5 separate regions of the Mus musculus genome follow, and all the other regions are linked to region 1. Evidence: chromatin contacts called from public Hi-C, HiChIP or PLAC-seq and promoter capture Hi-C data. All regions are on one chromosome and are shown on one strand. The core of a region is the stretch at or near the end of the contact, and the rest is flanking DNA. Distances in the headings are between cores, read along the strand shown. Region 1 holds the start of Dapk1 (death associated protein kinase 1). Region 2 holds the start of Etohd2 (ethanol decreased 2). Region 3 has its middle 34 kb from the start of Tut7. Region 4 has its middle 40 kb from the start of Gm19866. Region 5 has its middle 23 kb from the start of Gm19866.

Region 1 (2,886 bases), core at 208-2,707:
CTGAGTAGATCCAGCCCTTTCAGTGGCCTTGGAAAATAAGTTACGCCGTGTTTTTCTTTCTTTCTTCTTCTTCTTTTTTTTTGGCAGATGTATTTATTTGCATGCTTCCCAAGTAAATCACCCTTCTATTTATTTGGTTGTTGTTGTTTTTGGTTGCTGTTGTTATTTTTATTGTATTTGTCAATTCTCAAGATCTTCTTGTATTGACTCTCCATCTTAGCACTTAGGCCAGTGGCACATTCTAATCTCCTTCTTCTATCGTGCCCGCTGGACTCTTTCCTTGGGCCGTTAGGAATACCTTTTTGCTGTTTGTGTTTGTTTGGAGATGCGTACTCCAGCCTCACCTTCAACTTTTCCTACAGCTGAGGCTGGCCTTAAGCTCCTGATCTTCCTGTTTTCTTCACCCATGTGCTGGAATTACAGGTGTGTGCTACCACTCCTAGCTGGAGACGGAGTTAAGATTAGGATCTGATACATTCTTTTGCTTCTCTTTGTTCTTTTAGGCCCAAGCCTCCACGGTTGAAAATATCTGTTGAATGGAGAGTTTGAGCAGTGGTGTGGATATGAACTCTTGGCAGGTTCACGGATGAACCTTGGCGATTCTAGGCAGCAGGATAGAATCCCCTTTAGGAACTTTATTAAGTCAGGAGCACGGGGAGAGAGACATAATGGTTTCACGGGTGGACCCAGAGTGTCTGCGCAGACTGGCCAGTCCTCAGCAATCCAATGCAAGGTAAATGGCTACTGTTCTGACTGTAAAACAAACAAGCAAACAAAACAAAGCGAGTGTAACTATTTTAATAAAGTTTTATTTAACCCGATAGGTCCAAAGCACCATCATTTTGACATGTAGCTAATATAAAGACACACATACGGCGATTTTCGTTCTTTTTTTTTTTTTTTTTTTTTTTTTAACACAGTCTTAAACAGTGTCTGGTGTGTATTGAAAGCTTAATACAGCTCAAGCTGGACTCGCTGTGTTTCAGTTGAGCAACCACAGTACTGACAGCCTGTGATAGTTCAACCTTTTTCTCCCTGGATCTCAGACATCTCAGCTCAAAACAAGCGGCGGGAGACGCCCCCTCTGATGAGGCCCCTGCTGTCCTCTCTCGGTTTTTGTTGTCAACACAGAAGAACAGAGCGACCTCATTTATAAGCTATTTGTTTGCTATCGTTTCCATCGGGGTGTGGGCGCCTCCGGGGCAGGACTTTATTGATTTCTGCTCTATTTTTTTTTTTTTTTTTTTTTTTTTTTTTGTGGTTTTCCAGGCACGGAGCACGTCGCCTGGCCCACACGGATCCTTGGGTTCACACTCTGAGAGGACGAAAGCCTCCGGCTTCTTCGAAGCGGGCGGCAGAGGGCAGCCGGGCGCCGAGTCACAGGTGGGGCGCGCGCTCGGTGCGGGCGAGTGGGTGTGTGCGGGGTGCGCGCGGCGGGGCGGGAGCGCGGACCGGGAGGAGCCGCGAGCGCAGCGGAGGAGGAGGGCGCGGAGGAGGTGGTGGCTGCGTCCCCGCGGGGCCGAGCTGCGCCCGACGCAAGGAGCGGAGGCCGCTCGGAGCTGCCGGGGACCTGGACCCGCCGCGGGGCTCAGGGCGCACGAAGCGACAGCTGCGGGACCGGGTGAGTGGCCGCCGCAGGCAGTGGGAGGAGCGGGAGGGCGGCCGGGGCGCCGGGCGGGGGAACAGGTGGCGGGGCAGGGCGCTTTGTGTCCCTTCCCCGAGCTGTCCCCACGTTGTCCGGAGGCGGAGGCAGGAGCCCGGGAACCGCAGGCACGGGGCTGGGGCGCGGCAATGCGGGGTGTGGGGGTCCCCCAGCCTAGACTTAACAAAGGGCGCGTGGCCCCTGCCCGCGGGAGGCCTCGAGATCGGGACCCAGCCCCTGGGACCCCGATTTTTTAGAGTTTACCGTCTCATTCTTCTCCCCATGTCTTTCAGAGGTCTGCGGCTTGGTGCATGAGGGGCTCGCAGCAGCGAGGCGGCGGTGGGGATGGTTCGGGCCGCGGAGCCGGAGTGGCCTGGGCTTTGGTGAGGCGTGACAGTCTATCATGACTGTGTTCAGGCAGGAAAACGTGGACGACTACTACGACACCGGCGAGGAACTGGGCAGGTACCAGGAAGGGGTGACGGAAGCGCGCGGTGTGTGTGTGGTGGGGGGCACTGCGCGATAAACAGATGCTGCTTAAACCGGGCATGTCCCTGACTGGCCCTTCTCTGAGATGGGCGGATAGCAGAGGAACCGGTGCCTAACCAGCTAAAGCCAGGGACCATGAATAAACTGCCTGATCTGAGGGGTGGAGAGGCAACCCACAGTGCAGTTACTGTGCACAGGGTATGGTCAGAATCCCTGGATAAGAACAGACTTCATTGTGTGCACTACTAACTCCTGTCAGCCTTCACCCTTTTGAGACAATGAGGCAAACGCAAAGATTCTAACTGCAACTGGAGGGACCACCCATGTGTGTTTTAAGCGGCGTACAAGTTAATTAATGGGCACTTAAACAATTCTCTCCCCTTGTGCTAATTTTCAGTGCAACACCAGCCAGGATTGGTAGGCAGGCGTGGAACTTGCCAGATGTTGGCCTTGGATTTTGAAACTTCTTCCAACCAGGAATTTAATTCCCGGCTTGGTTAGTGGTGGCTTCGGTGTCATTTATGGCGGCTGTCTAGATTCAGAGCGTACCAACACGCTGTGGGGGGTGCGATGCTGAGCAGAGTGTGTCAGTGTCTAGGTGCACAAAGAAGATTTCACTGGGAGCCCTTGACGAGTGCTGGGTATCCATTAGCCCACCGAGTGTATTGATCTCTGCTGTGTGCGCAGAGAGCCCAGTGTTCATACCTAGATTTAAAATTTGTCTTGTGAAATTTGTGTATTGGCATTGTGACAGA
Region 2 (2,886 bases), core at 233-2,732, 830 kb before region 1:
TTTGCTAGTTATCTCTCTCTCACACTTTAGGCCGTTGGTCACCTCGTTGCTTTTGCATTTGCTATGTGCTGGGGTTCAAAATGTTTACCAGACACTTGAAAAACAAGTACGAACCACGACGCCTGCCAACAGCTGTGCCTATGAAAATCAGGGAAAGGTGATTCTAGGACCAAGCCTAACACCACAGACTCTACAGCTGAGCTAGGCAGCGCGGCAGAGGGTGTGAATTGAGATCTACTATACATAACGAAACAGAAGATTACAAAGCACGACACAGGCCAGGACTGTGCAAATGAGATGTTACTCCTGGAAGGAATGGCCTACGGAGGGTGCGAGCCAGGCAACTCAATTATTTCTTCTCATGAAAAACAGCGGATCATGATAATGTATGCTTATGAGGTAGAAACGGGGGCAGAGGGGGGGTGTGAGAAGGGGCGGGTCGAAATTTCCCAAGTAACATGCAATAGGCCAAATGGTGATTAAAAAAAAAAACAAAACAAAACTAAGCAAGCAAACAACGACAATAACAACCACCACCTATCCTGTGCTCGACTTTTCTGGAATTTATTACTTGTAGGAGGATTCTACTCTATTCTCAGTAAGATGAGCATAGTTTGCACAATCCTAGAATCCATGACATACCTGCGGTGACGAAAACTAGCTGGTCCCGGAGGGAAAAGCAACACAGAATGCAGTGTGATTACTGGGGCAAACTGAAGGGCCAAACAATGACCTATCCTATAAACAGATTATCTCACTTGTTCACGACTCCCTTCTATTTTGCTTCAACTAACTATTGGCAAGAGCCCCTCTTAGGACTCTGGGTGGAGCGGATTCCGCGGTGGCGTCTGGACCGAATGAATCCCGGTCTCACGCTGTCCCGATCCTCTGGGGCTGACGCCTCCTGGGAGGTTATGCGGAGCCGCGGCGTTCCCTGTGTGACCTTTCTCCGGGAACGCCGTGACCTCGGCGGCAAACTGCCGTCCTCCGCCCCGGCCGCCCGGTGGCAGCGCACACAGCCCGTCCGCCCCATCGAGCTCCGCGCGCGGCCCGCCGGGAGACCCTAGTCCGCGTCCAGGCTCGCTCTGCACCCCGGGCCGCCGCCGCCACCACCTCCCTGCGGACGCCGAGGTGACTCACCAGTGTGAGGGCCGCCCGCGTGGGCTGCAGTTTTCTCTTGCTCACAGCCCGCACGGTGGCGCGGACCAACGACGCCGACATGTCCACGTCGCGGCACCCGCAGCCTCCGGCTGGAGCGTGGGGACTCAACTTCTCTCCATGGACACGGCGGGCACTTTGACGCCACAAGCTCCTGCGCAGGCGCCACAGGCCCCGCCTCCCGTCGCCCGTCCCGCTCCACCATTGGACAGTCCGGGTGAGTGACGGGCCGGGCCGATTGGCCGTCATCACTGACGAGGCAAGGGAGGTGACCTGTGACCTTGCGGGCTTCGCGGTCACTGCGCTAGCGGAAGTGGGATGGCTCCTTCCGTATGGCGTACACTAACGACAGACCCCCCGGAAGTGGGGACACGGCTCTGTGACTCTGGAGCTGCTTCGATAGTAAAGCAAGCGGGTAGACACCATACGACAGGTTTCCAGTTATTGAAATGTCACTCTTGTGTAGCAGTTTGTGTCAAGAAAACTGAGCACGTACGTAGCTACCAGCCTCGCATGGAAGCACGGGCATGGTGGCTCTATCCGAGCCTCTGAGAGCGAGCGCCCTGGGCGCTACGTTAGCATCGGTTCTTGAGTCCCGATCCCGGGCCCCGTGCACATTTGGCTAGCCTTTCCTGCTAGCCGGTCCCATTTGATTAGCTGTGCGCCTGTCACCACGCCTCGGCTTCCTTCGCGGCCCGTGATGACGTAAGAACGGGAGCTCCTTTATCTCGGAGCAGCAGCTGGCCCCGTGCGGGAACTGGGTGGGCGTGGGGAGTACTGAGGGGTTTGCTACCCCTGATCGCCCCCTTATGGTTCCAGGAAGGCCGAGGGAGGGAAATGGATTCGGCCTCAGGTCTAGACGGAAAGAACAAGTGTTTTCTTTTCCAGTGCGATCTCACTGGTCTGACTAGAAGGGGCAGTTTCCCCGTCCGAAATGGGGACTTTGCCATGCTGGAACACTGACAGAGTAAGACAGACATTGTACATTCTGCCTAGACCTGCCCAGGAGCTAAGAAAATGTTCTGACCCTTTCTTCATAGCTTTACAAAGAGTGGGCACACCATGTTTTCAACTCTATTTTTAGTGTCTGAAAACTGTGAACCCCACTCGGTCATTGATCTCTCTCTTGCAAGGATTTTGTTCCACTTGGGAAGATATCCTCTCCTTAAGATAGAAGCCACCTTTGAAGCAAAAGAAAAACAGACTGATTTTTTTTTTTTTTTTTGGTTTTTCGAGACAGGGTTTCTCTGTACACTGAAAACACATCTTTTACATCTTTTACCAGGAAGCTTGCCAAAGCAGTTCACAGTGAGCAAGAGACTGTTAGAAGGTGAAGATCGGGTGTTCAGAACTCCTGCTGTAAAAACTGGATTCTGAGTTTCCGCTGTTTTAGAACAGAACAGGGCATCGGCCCTGGCCCTGCGATCGCTTGCAGAGGAAGCTTTGACTTGGCCATGGCTGCGAGCCTGCTATCTTATCCGCTGAGAAGCGTGCCTCACTTGTCTAATGGTATCAGTATAAGCCATCAAAAACACCAGGCTGCTGGGCAGAATTTTTTTTAAGAATCAAAATGTAGGAAACCTTTTTAAGGCTAGAAGAAAACATGACAATTCTGTTTAATTTTAGGGGTAAGTACACTCCTCTCCCTCAACAACCGACAAAACATCCAAGTAGAAAATAACTACCAGGTATAAAGATTGGCCTGGCTGCGTATTTCTTCTCCGTTCT
Region 3 (2,886 bases), core at 222-2,721, 750 kb before region 1:
ATACTGTTGTCATTTCGTGGACACAGCATTCCTGCCCTGTCTGGAAGAAAGGACCTCACAGCAGGCTTCCTGGACCTTGGGCTCTTGCAGTCTCTCCCTCTTCTCTTGCTTGCTATTCTTTAAGCTTCCGGTTTAGGGTTGTGCTGTAGATGGACCGAATGGGGTTGGTCACCCAGAGTTCGCTCCGTCTCAGCCTTTAACCAGCTGGGCATCTCTGCTGTAGTCTCCATCTGGTGCAAAAAGAAGCATCTTCGATGAGGAATGAGAGGCAGACTTAAGTGTGAGTGTAAGTACTTAGAACACAGTTTGAAGCTGCATCCATGACTGGCAAGATGGCTCAGTGGGTAAGAGCGCTTGCTGACTGCTTCTTCCTGAGTTCAAATCCCAGCAACCACCTAAATGAGATCTGACACCCTCTTCTGGTGCGTCTAAGTCAGCTACATGTACTTATGTATAATAATAAATAAATCTTTGAACTGGAGCAAGCAGAGATCCTAAAAATTCAATTCCCAACAACCACATGAAGACTCACAACCATCTGTACAGCTACAGTGTATCACATACATTAAATAAATAAATCTGAAGAAGAAGAAGAAGAAGAAGAAGAAGAAGAAGAAGAAGAAGAAGAAGAAGAAGAAGAAGAAGAAGAAGAAGCAGCTGCAGCCATCTAGAAAAACAGCTTACAGCACCAGGCAAGGGTTCCCTCTTGTTGAGTAGGCTTTAAGTCTTATGAGACGGCAGTTGGTATATTAATGCCACAATCACACCGTTTGGGAGTATCTTGCCATGCCGGTCACGGTCATTGCTATCATGACTTGCAAAAACCCAAATCATAGTCCTGAATAGTCTCTTAAATGCTCCAGGATGTACGTTCTCTGCATCAAACAAAACAAAACAAACCAAAACAAGCTTCCCTCAAACTTCCCCCAAATCTAAAAGAAATGAGCAGCAATTCCCACATGAACCATACAGAAGCTGCGCCTTTCCGTCCTTAGGGAAAAGGTGAGTGCAGAGACTGAGGTGCCGCGCCGTCCTCCTCTGCATGGCCGGTAGAGGGAGCAGCTCACCAACCCTTGATTTCTGGCCCTGATGCTAAGTGGATAGAAGACTCACCCCTCAAACGTCCCAGAACACAGACTTCTAGAGACAAAATAGTCTAGGACTATGATTTGGGTTTTTGCAAGTCATGATTTTCCGTTAAGTTATTCACAGAGTTCTAGAATTACCTTATTATAGTTGGACAGTGTTTGAGGGCGCAGCCTAAACATTGTCCTTCCGTTTCGCCTCCCTTAGAAAAAGTCATTTGAGCATTTCATCCCAAGTCCACAAAAATCTGGCCTGGGTGCTTACCCCAACAATTGGGTTAGATTCTCAGGGTCCAAGATCACTTGTGCAAGGTTGGGTTGAACTTTTTTTTCTCTTTCCTAATCCTTGAGCCTTTGATGTGGCGGTGGAGTGGGAACTGGGCCGAGTTCTTCCTCCCTGACTCATCAGCTCCCAGCTTGGGTGTCTCCAGCGTACTCCATGCTGCGTCTCTTGCTGACTTTGTTGGGACAGCACCTATCTTATGCTATCCCAGTTCACTCTCCCACCTTACTCTTCACTGGCAACCCGGCTATGACCAAATCGCCGCCGCTCGCTCTGCCTCATCTCAGGGCCATTTGCTTATTCTCTCTCCAGTCTGTCATGCACTTCCGGTTCCAGTCACAGGCTTATGCAGGGCTGCATTGCTTCTTTCTTGGAAATCCACGCTTTAGTGCGTCCCAGCCCCTCTTTGCAAGCACTTCTAGCAGTCTTGTGGTACCTCTTCTATTTTCCCTGTCTTTTAAAAATATTTATTTTAATTTAATGTGTGTGAATGTTTGGCTGTATGTTTATATGTACACCACATGCATGGAATATCCAAGGAGGCCAGGAGAGGGTGTTGGGTCCCCTGGAGCTGTAGTTACAGGCAGCTGTGAGCCAGTCAGCGTGAGGGTTGGGATCAAAGTCACGCACCACCACACGTGGGCTTCTTTTTCAATTATTATTATTATTTTTTAATCACCCACTAGTCTGGTTAGTGCTGTTTATACATTCATGAATGTAGAACTATACACTGGACCATTGGAAACCTATCGGTAGCCATAAAGGATCTTTTTCCCTCTTCAAGAAACTTCTGTTGCCAAACTCACTAAGAGCTCAGCTTCACTAAGGGGTGGGGTCTCACTAAGGGGTGGGGTCTCACTAAGGGGTGGGATCCATTAAGGGGTGGGGCTTCAGGAAAAGGTAGGACCTTAGCAAAAGGTGGGGCCCAGAGACCATCTGCTCCATCTGTGCTTGAGATTTTTTTTTTCTGGCTTGATCTTGTATAGGTCTTATGCAGGAAGCCACAGTTACTGTGAGCTCATGATTTTGATAGCCCTATTGTGTCCTGAAGACAATATTCCATGACACTCGTCTCATCCTCTGGATCTTACATTCTTTCTGCCTTCGCCTCTGTGACGGTTTGTGAACCTCAGTCGGGGAGGAGTTTGATCCCACTCAGGGCTGAGTTCTCTATCTCTAGATCCAGTACTACGACCAGTTATGTGTCTCTGCGTTGACTGCTGCCCACTGCAAACAGAAGCAAGATTCTGTGACCAAGAATAGAGCAGCTCAGATCTGTGGGTATAAACATAAGTATTTAGTAGGAAATCTGACAGCATGACCATCAGGCAGAATAACAATAGCTGGCTCCACCCTAGGCTCTTTGACTTCCTCAGTTTTTGACTGGTATTATAGTATTAGGCATGACATTGCCTCCCGTGGATGGGCCTCAAATCTAATCAGAAACTGGATAGTTACCCCATAACATCTGCACTATCATGCATGACTATCATGGCAGTGGGCACCTGTTTCTCTGCA
Region 4 (2,886 bases), core at 178-2,677, 730 kb before region 1:
AACCAATTTAGTTTACAGAGGGAGTTCAAGTTTTTTCTAGCTTGCTTTATCCAACTGTAACTTTGGGATCATAAATATGCTTACGTCTCCTGGGGAACATTCTCTTGTACTGCATTTTGGAGATGCTGTCCAGATGTGAGAGGGTTTTATCCTGTCCCCCTCTGAGAGTCCCTCTGAGCCAGGACATTGCAGTGGAACGTGGTATGTCTTTTGTAAGGCGCCAAGCAGCTTGGTGGATGAGATTGTTGTTTGTGGGGACAGGAGTACACCTCTTTCCAATACAGAGAACCAACAGATGCTGAGAGTTTGGGGATGCTGTCAGAACAAGGCCAGGTTGATTAAGGTCCACCATTTCCTGTTCCTGGATGCTGTGACCTTAGAGTCCTAAGTCTTGGGATGCAGCCTGCAAGAGCCCGAAAGGTTGGGAGGAGAGTCTGCAAGGCTGCCTCCCAGCACTGTCACTGCTCAATGACTGCCATATGTAGGGAGAACCAGCGACACTCGTCTTAAGATCTTGGGAATGTCTATGGCCCACTTCAACTGTATAAGTGAAAGAATGCTGGCTCCCTGACCTTTGTAACCCCCTCCCCCCTTTATTTTTTGACAAAGGGAAAGCAGATGGTCTGGGAAGCCATGCAATTTCATGCGTTGTCTAATAAAACCGGAATTGCTGACTCTGGTGAGCACAGAAGGACTCTGTTTGCCTCTTCCCTTGTCCTCAGAGTTTGCTTCCTGAGCTGGGGTAAGAGTGGTTATCTGTGGTCCCCGGGCTCCAATCTTTTCTATAGACCACCTCAATGGACACAGAGATTGTTGGTTTCTGGGTCTTCTTTTGTAGGTGCTTCAAGATCTCAAGTTATAGAACTTAAGTTGGAACCTGTCATAGTTGAGAAGCAATAAAGCAACAAGACGAGAAGACGATGCTTTCTAAGCACTGGCGGCGTGGCTGCTGAATGGTGTCCTGCCAGTCTCTTAGCTCTTCTGAATCCCTGGTCTGTCACTTATGACAAGGGCAGATGGCAGCAGCAGCTTCACCATGAGGAGCAAATGAGACAGTGTTTCTCAGAAGCAGGTTGAAGTGGCCAGGATCTTAAGATCTGTTACAATGTGGCCATACACACATCAGTGGGTCATGATTTGGAAAGGTGACTGCCGAGAAGGGGGCAGGGAATGATGCAAAGCACAGAAATGAATTTTTTATTCTTTGATAGTCATTTGCTGAGAGTTGATAAGGCTGTGACTAGGTTGCCCTGTGAGCTATACATCATTCTTTAGAAATAGTTTGTAACTCCATCAGTATCACTGGCTTGATGGTAACAAGCTGCTATTCTTTGTTTATATTCTTAGCGCACAGCTATAGCCTCTAGCTATTGCTTAAAGAGACCTAGCCTTAATCAGAAATATTTGTGGTTTGTATAGGGACAGACAGTGTCAGAACCACATGACCATCTGAGGGTGGCTGTTGTATTGCCCCAAGGAGAGTCTCCCTGGGGCTGGGCTGGTTGGTTTTACAGGAGCTGAGGTTTAGACTTCCTGTTAAGAAAGTTGCATCATAGCAAACAGAACTTGCTGTCTAAGCAGGCACTGGTGGTGTTCTCAAGGGAGAAGAGCAGATGTTGCCCTTTTTAGGAAGAGGAAGAGGCAGGCAGGTTTGTGAGAAGTCAGCATGTTGGCATCTGCTCTGCTGTGTCAGATCCCACGTAACCTCGTATTTCCCAAGTCAGCTTGGTGGACATTTAATTAATGATAGGGCTGTGCTTTCCCTCCCCTCCAGTGGGGCTGGTGTTTCATCCGAGTGTGAAGCGGCTTTGCTTTTCTCTCTATGGATCTGTGCTGTACTCGGGGTTGTTTGTGCTTTTGTACTGTATTGAGAATTGTATCAGAAACAGCTAATGTTTTCTGAAGGCACAGGAACCCTATAATCATGAAACTACCTGTGACCTCATGTAGATATTCACACCATGTCTCTGATGGCAACGACGTGAGGACCTTAAAACATTCTTGCTTGTGCTTTCTCCTGCGGACATGATTTTTTTCTGGACCTGACTTTGCTTTTCTTTGGGAAGAGAATTTTCATGTGTGTGGAAGACTCAAGATGCATTGATGTATGTTTCTGGGACTTTTGAAGACAATTTAGGAACACTTAGAAGCTTATTGTTGTATATTATCTTAAATCTAAATCCTGGGAAGAGTCAGGGCTTATCTGAGACTCTTCCTGGGTCATCTGACCCTTGAAGACATGCTGTAAGTGACAAATCGCAGTGGATGCCAAGATACTGAACTGGCTAGCCACGGTAGGAGCAGATGCGGAGATAGGTTGGGGTTCAGTCCTACCATGGATATGGCTGACCTTCTGCTATTTTGGAATCTGGAGGTGAGCTTACTCAGAAAGCTCCTGGTTTTATGCCCTCTGAGGCTAATTCCATGTTTAGTGTCCCTCACTGCTTCAGGAGTCATGATGAATATACAGTCATCATCAGTTCAAGGGAGCCTTGCCATCAGCAATCCACGCTGGAAGCTCCAAACACTAACACTTCTGTGTGCTTTCAGGAGGGTTTCCAAGGCTGTAAGAACCCTTTGCCTTCATAGTGTTTGTGGTGGTTGTTGCTGATCATCCTTCTGTTTGCCCATGGGGACTGATCTGAGAGCTGTGTTTACCTGTGCTGATAGCAGCTGGGCCTGTGAATCTGTGTTCAGTATTTGCAAAGACAAGGGTGGGAAAGATTCTTGGGAGCTTTCCAGTATCAGAGGTCAAAGACTTGGCCTAGGGGCTCCCCCAATGGTGTTTGATGTGACCCATTTGTGTGGCATTTTATAACCTCGCAATGGTCTGAGAATTTAATCTAGTTTCTTCTTTCACCCCATGTGGATATATGTTGGCATCCT
Region 5 (2,886 bases), core at 253-2,752, 710 kb before region 1:
GACTGTTGAATACTCCATAGCTGATAAACAGCGGGCACCCTCCTCACACACAGAGGGAAGGAGATTCTAACACTTGGTCTTGATGTCAATATGACACTCCTTGAAGACTTTTCTAGTCTCTTTGGTTTGCTCCTTACAGGGCATGACCCACAGAGGTCACGGCCATTCCCATTTTACAGATGGGGAGACTGAGGCAGTGACAAAGCAAGAGGGTTGTCTGCCCCTGTGCTGAGCTTCAGTCTCCATTTACTTCCCTGGGAATGCTTGCGTGGCATGTAACTTGCAACTGGCACTGGCGTAGCTTTGCCCTTTCTTTTACTGATCTTCTTTAGTATTGGGTGTACAGTGCTTAAATGAGTTGATAGGAGCACTGAACAGTGATAATGGGGTGTGGTAGATACCTAAGTGTTCAATGAATGAATGGGACAGAAATGCCTTTGCTCCCGGTCTCCCTGAGCTGTTGCAGCATGGTTGTGGTTTCCACAACAGTATGTTCAGAGCAGAGCAAGAGGTTTCTGGGTAGTAGTGACAGCTCCCACGGGACTGTGTCCTTTCCCAGAACGATATGTTCTGTTGGCTGGAACAGCCCTTATGGTACCGATGACTACATAGGTACCTATAGATGTATAGGCCTGGTGGAGCCTATCGAGGGGAAGTAGTAAGCATTGTCCTCCACGCGCTGGGCATCTTAAATAGGAGGCACGAGGTGGCAGTGCCCACAGTAGGAGTCTACTAGGCCCCACTGGGATTTCCGCGCAGACCTTGGCTTCTGATGGAGATACTTAAGGAGCCTGTCTCTCATTTCCTTCCTTTCAGTCAGACTCAGGGACTTTGTTAGTCAAGAGTGAGAGATGACGTGTCTCAGGCAGAATGGAGGGTGTCAGGCCTGAGAGGTCCCCTTTTCAGTTATCTGAGGTGGAAAGCAATCTATTTCCTTCTGAATTTTCCACAGCAGCAGGCTCGTTAGGCCCGGGTCTGTCAGAATAGGTTCCTGCTTCATCTATAGAGGTGGTTGATAATGCCCAGTTCGGTCTAGACAGGGTGTGAGACGGGGAGTGGCTTCTCAGATAAGCCATGGAGGGCTGCTCTTGGGTCTTCTGGGTATTAGCGGTTGTTTTTACAATACAACTGTGAAAACAGAGTGATCCCCTTTGCTCCCTCAGCAGAGCCCGCTCCTTGTTCCCTGTCCCCACCCCTCCAGGTCTCAGCCTCCATGGGTGGCTTGAGGATTATGTCCAGATACTTTAAGCCCCTCAAACAAGCATGATCTCTCACCTACAGTTCTCTATTTTAACTTAAGAACAATCTGCCTTTCTTTAATTATTGGGGATGTATATTTACTGTCTATTTAGAGGGAGGTGAGTGAACAGGTGGGACCCGGCAGCACCATGAAACTACCTCAGCAGCCAAGCGGCAACTGTGGCCTGCTGTGCCCTGGCTTCTGAATTCTCACACGAAGCACTTTTACTGCATGCACGGTTGACTCGCTGATCAATGGATCCTGGCAGCTATAAACATTTTATGGCTGTCTGTGACAATATGACTCCTAGGCCCCTAGAGGAGTCTATGCAGACAGGGCCTTAGGAGGAGGAGGAGAAGTTTTGCTCCCGGGGGAGGGGGTGCAGCTCCCAGAGGCCAGATCAAAACCAGGCGAGGGGTTGAGTTACTCACTCAGGGGCTTCCCACTGTCGAAGACAGAAAGGTGTCCGAGGTCCAGCAGTGTTCCCAGGTTGAGAGTGTTTATTTGTTCCCAGTCATTGCAACAATTCTAAGGATGATTTGACTGGCATTCCTTTGGGGACACTGAAGGTTAGTGGCTTGCCTATCTCCTGTTCTCTCTCAGTGCCTGAGAAATTAGCCCTTGAACTCTGGTCAGATGACACATGATACATGAGGCTGATGACCCCCATAGAAAAGCAAGACCCAACTGTGCCTTTATTTTGTTAGAAACCTCGAGTCTTTTCTGACTGACCCCTATGAACGCTTGAGGTGTGTACTCACTTTTACTCTGAGTTGAAAAACAGCAAGGGCTTTGTAATGCCAGGTTTTAGTGTGCAGTCACAACTGGAGGGCAGGGTTGTGAGTGCAGAAGGACAACAGGAAGGAGTGAAAGGTGTGTGCTCACGAGGCACGCCGAGCCTTATGTCATGTGAGCTCGCTGCGTTTTCTCTTGGAAACCACAGAGAGACCTTCGAAAGTTAATCATCGAGCCATGAGGGGGCAGCTGATGTCATGAGTTTCCAGTGGCCAGCATTGCCACAGTCACAGACATCTCTCTGTTTGCCTACCCAAAGGCTTACAACAAAACAACTCACAAGCCATGTGTTCTGAGGGTTTCTCTTTGTTCTATGAAACTCAAGAGTAGAAGTCGTAGAAGGAGAAGCGTCTTGTGCAGTGTTAGGCGTTGTCATTGTGGAGACCGCCAGCCTATAATCATTATGTAACCCAGGCTGGTCCTGATATCATGATCTTCCTGTGTCAGCCTCTCAAGTCCTGGAATTACAGGTGTGAACTACAGAGCCCAGCTTTGTACCTTCTGGATCTTTCTATTCATGTGTTTCTCTCAGATCTGTACTGGGCGAATGGTTTTGTCTGAATAGCGACACAGTGCTATGAACTTGATGAATATGTATGTATGTATGTGTGTGTATATGTATATGTATGTATATACATGTGTGTATATATGTATGTGTGTATGTATATATGTATGTATATGTGTGAATATATATGTGTGTGCATGTGTATATATGTATGTATGTATATGTGTGTGTATATATGTATGTGTATATATGTGTATATGTATGTATGTATATGTGTGTGTATGTATGTTTGTGTATATGTATATATATGTATGTATATGTGTGTGTATATATGTGTGTATGTATA

What was found. Promoter capture Hi-C pulls out the DNA fragments that hold promoters and counts their contacts. Hi-C and Micro-C count contacts between places; a contact is called where the count stands out from the background. HiChIP or PLAC-seq counts read pairs in DNA pulled down with a chosen protein or histone mark.
Region 2: a contact with region 1 is called in a promoter capture Hi-C map of the HPC-7 cell line. The contact joins the promoter of Etohd2 here to the promoter of Dapk1 in region 1. A contact is called at or near these places in 10 of 39 promoter capture datasets (3T3-L1-derived adipocytes, the HPC-7 cell line, HPC-7-derived erythroid cells and 7 more), 1 of 484 Hi-C or Micro-C datasets (embryonic stem cells) and 5 of 115 datasets of contacts at active chromatin or transcription factors (bone marrow-derived macrophages, embryonic limb bud, extraembryonic endoderm stem cells and 2 more).
Region 3: a contact with region 1 is called in a Hi-C map of the N1E-115 cell line, with 7 times the contacts expected there. The contact joins the enhancer-like site here to the promoter of Dapk1 in region 1. A contact is called at or near these places in 12 of 39 promoter capture datasets (3T3-L1-derived adipocytes, the HPC-7 cell line, HPC-7-derived erythroid cells and 9 more), 22 of 484 Hi-C or Micro-C datasets (LSK cells, the N1E-115 cell line, adipose-derived mesenchymal stem cells and 14 more), 19 of 115 datasets of contacts at active chromatin or transcription factors (T-cell acute lymphoblastic leukemia, VIP interneurons, astrocytes and 12 more) and 1 of 9 other capture datasets (adipose tissue).
Region 4: an H3K27ac HiChIP or PLAC-seq map of microglia shows a contact between it and region 1, with 7 times the contacts expected there. The contact joins the enhancer-like site here to the promoter of Dapk1 in region 1. A contact is called at or near these places in 10 of 39 promoter capture datasets (HPC-7-derived erythroid cells, cranial neural crest, frontonasal cranial neural crest and 6 more), 5 of 484 Hi-C or Micro-C datasets (the N1E-115 cell line, cardiomyocytes, embryonic fibroblasts and 2 more), 11 of 115 datasets of contacts at active chromatin or transcription factors (SST interneurons, bone marrow-derived macrophages, embryonic basal ganglia and 8 more) and 1 of 9 other capture datasets (adipose tissue).
Region 5: a contact with region 1 is called in a Hi-C map of nephron progenitors, with 1.9 times the contacts expected there. The contact joins the enhancer-like site here to the promoter of Dapk1 in region 1. A contact is called at or near these places in 6 of 39 promoter capture datasets (cranial neural crest, frontonasal cranial neural crest, hippocampal neurons and 2 more), 2 of 484 Hi-C or Micro-C datasets (nephron progenitors and palatal mesenchyme), 11 of 115 datasets of contacts at active chromatin or transcription factors (embryonic basal ganglia, embryonic forebrain, embryonic limb bud and 7 more) and 1 of 9 other capture datasets (embryonic stem cells).

What each region holds. Positions count from the first base shown.
Region 1 is chr13:60,600,490-60,603,375 of GRCm38.p6, forward strand. It overlaps Dapk1 (death associated protein kinase 1), which reads left to right and starts at 1,458. Exons shown (of 26, transcript NM_029653.3): 1 at 1,458-1,621; 2 at 1,936-2,107. The coding sequence starts at 2,046.
Region 2 is chr13:59,768,484-59,771,369 of GRCm38.p6, forward strand. Etohd2 (ethanol decreased 2) reads left to right here and starts at 1,483. Exons shown (of 2, transcript NR_015349.3): 1 at 1,483-1,863; 2 at 2,444-2,886. It overlaps Isca1 (iron-sulfur cluster assembly 1), which reads right to left and starts at 1,306. Exons shown (of 4, transcript NM_026921.4): 1 at 1,141-1,306. The coding sequence starts at 1,221.
Region 3 is chr13:59,855,435-59,858,320 of GRCm38.p6, forward strand. No RefSeq gene overlaps it. Among named protein-coding and RNA genes, the nearest start is that of Tut7, 34 kb to the left of the region's middle. Within about 2 kb of position 1,472, at least 33 of the 459 cell types and tissues checked have an H3K27ac peak or open chromatin away from gene starts, as enhancers often do. A contact at or near this core is called in the N1E-115 cell line, adipose tissue, muscle stem cells and 1 more, where this site is marked.
Region 4 is chr13:59,874,279-59,877,164 of GRCm38.p6, forward strand. No RefSeq gene overlaps it. Among named protein-coding and RNA genes, the nearest start is that of Gm19866, 40 kb to the right of the region's middle. Within about 2 kb of position 1,428, at least 111 of the 459 cell types and tissues checked have an H3K27ac peak or open chromatin away from gene starts, as enhancers often do. A contact at or near this core is called in the N1E-115 cell line, SST interneurons, adipose tissue and 4 more, where this site is marked.
Region 5 is chr13:59,891,004-59,893,889 of GRCm38.p6, forward strand. No RefSeq gene overlaps it. Among named protein-coding and RNA genes, the nearest start is that of Gm19866, 23 kb to the right of the region's middle. Within about 2 kb of position 1,503, at least 28 of the 459 cell types and tissues checked have an H3K27ac peak or open chromatin away from gene starts, as enhancers often do. A contact at or near this core is called in nephron progenitors, where this site is marked.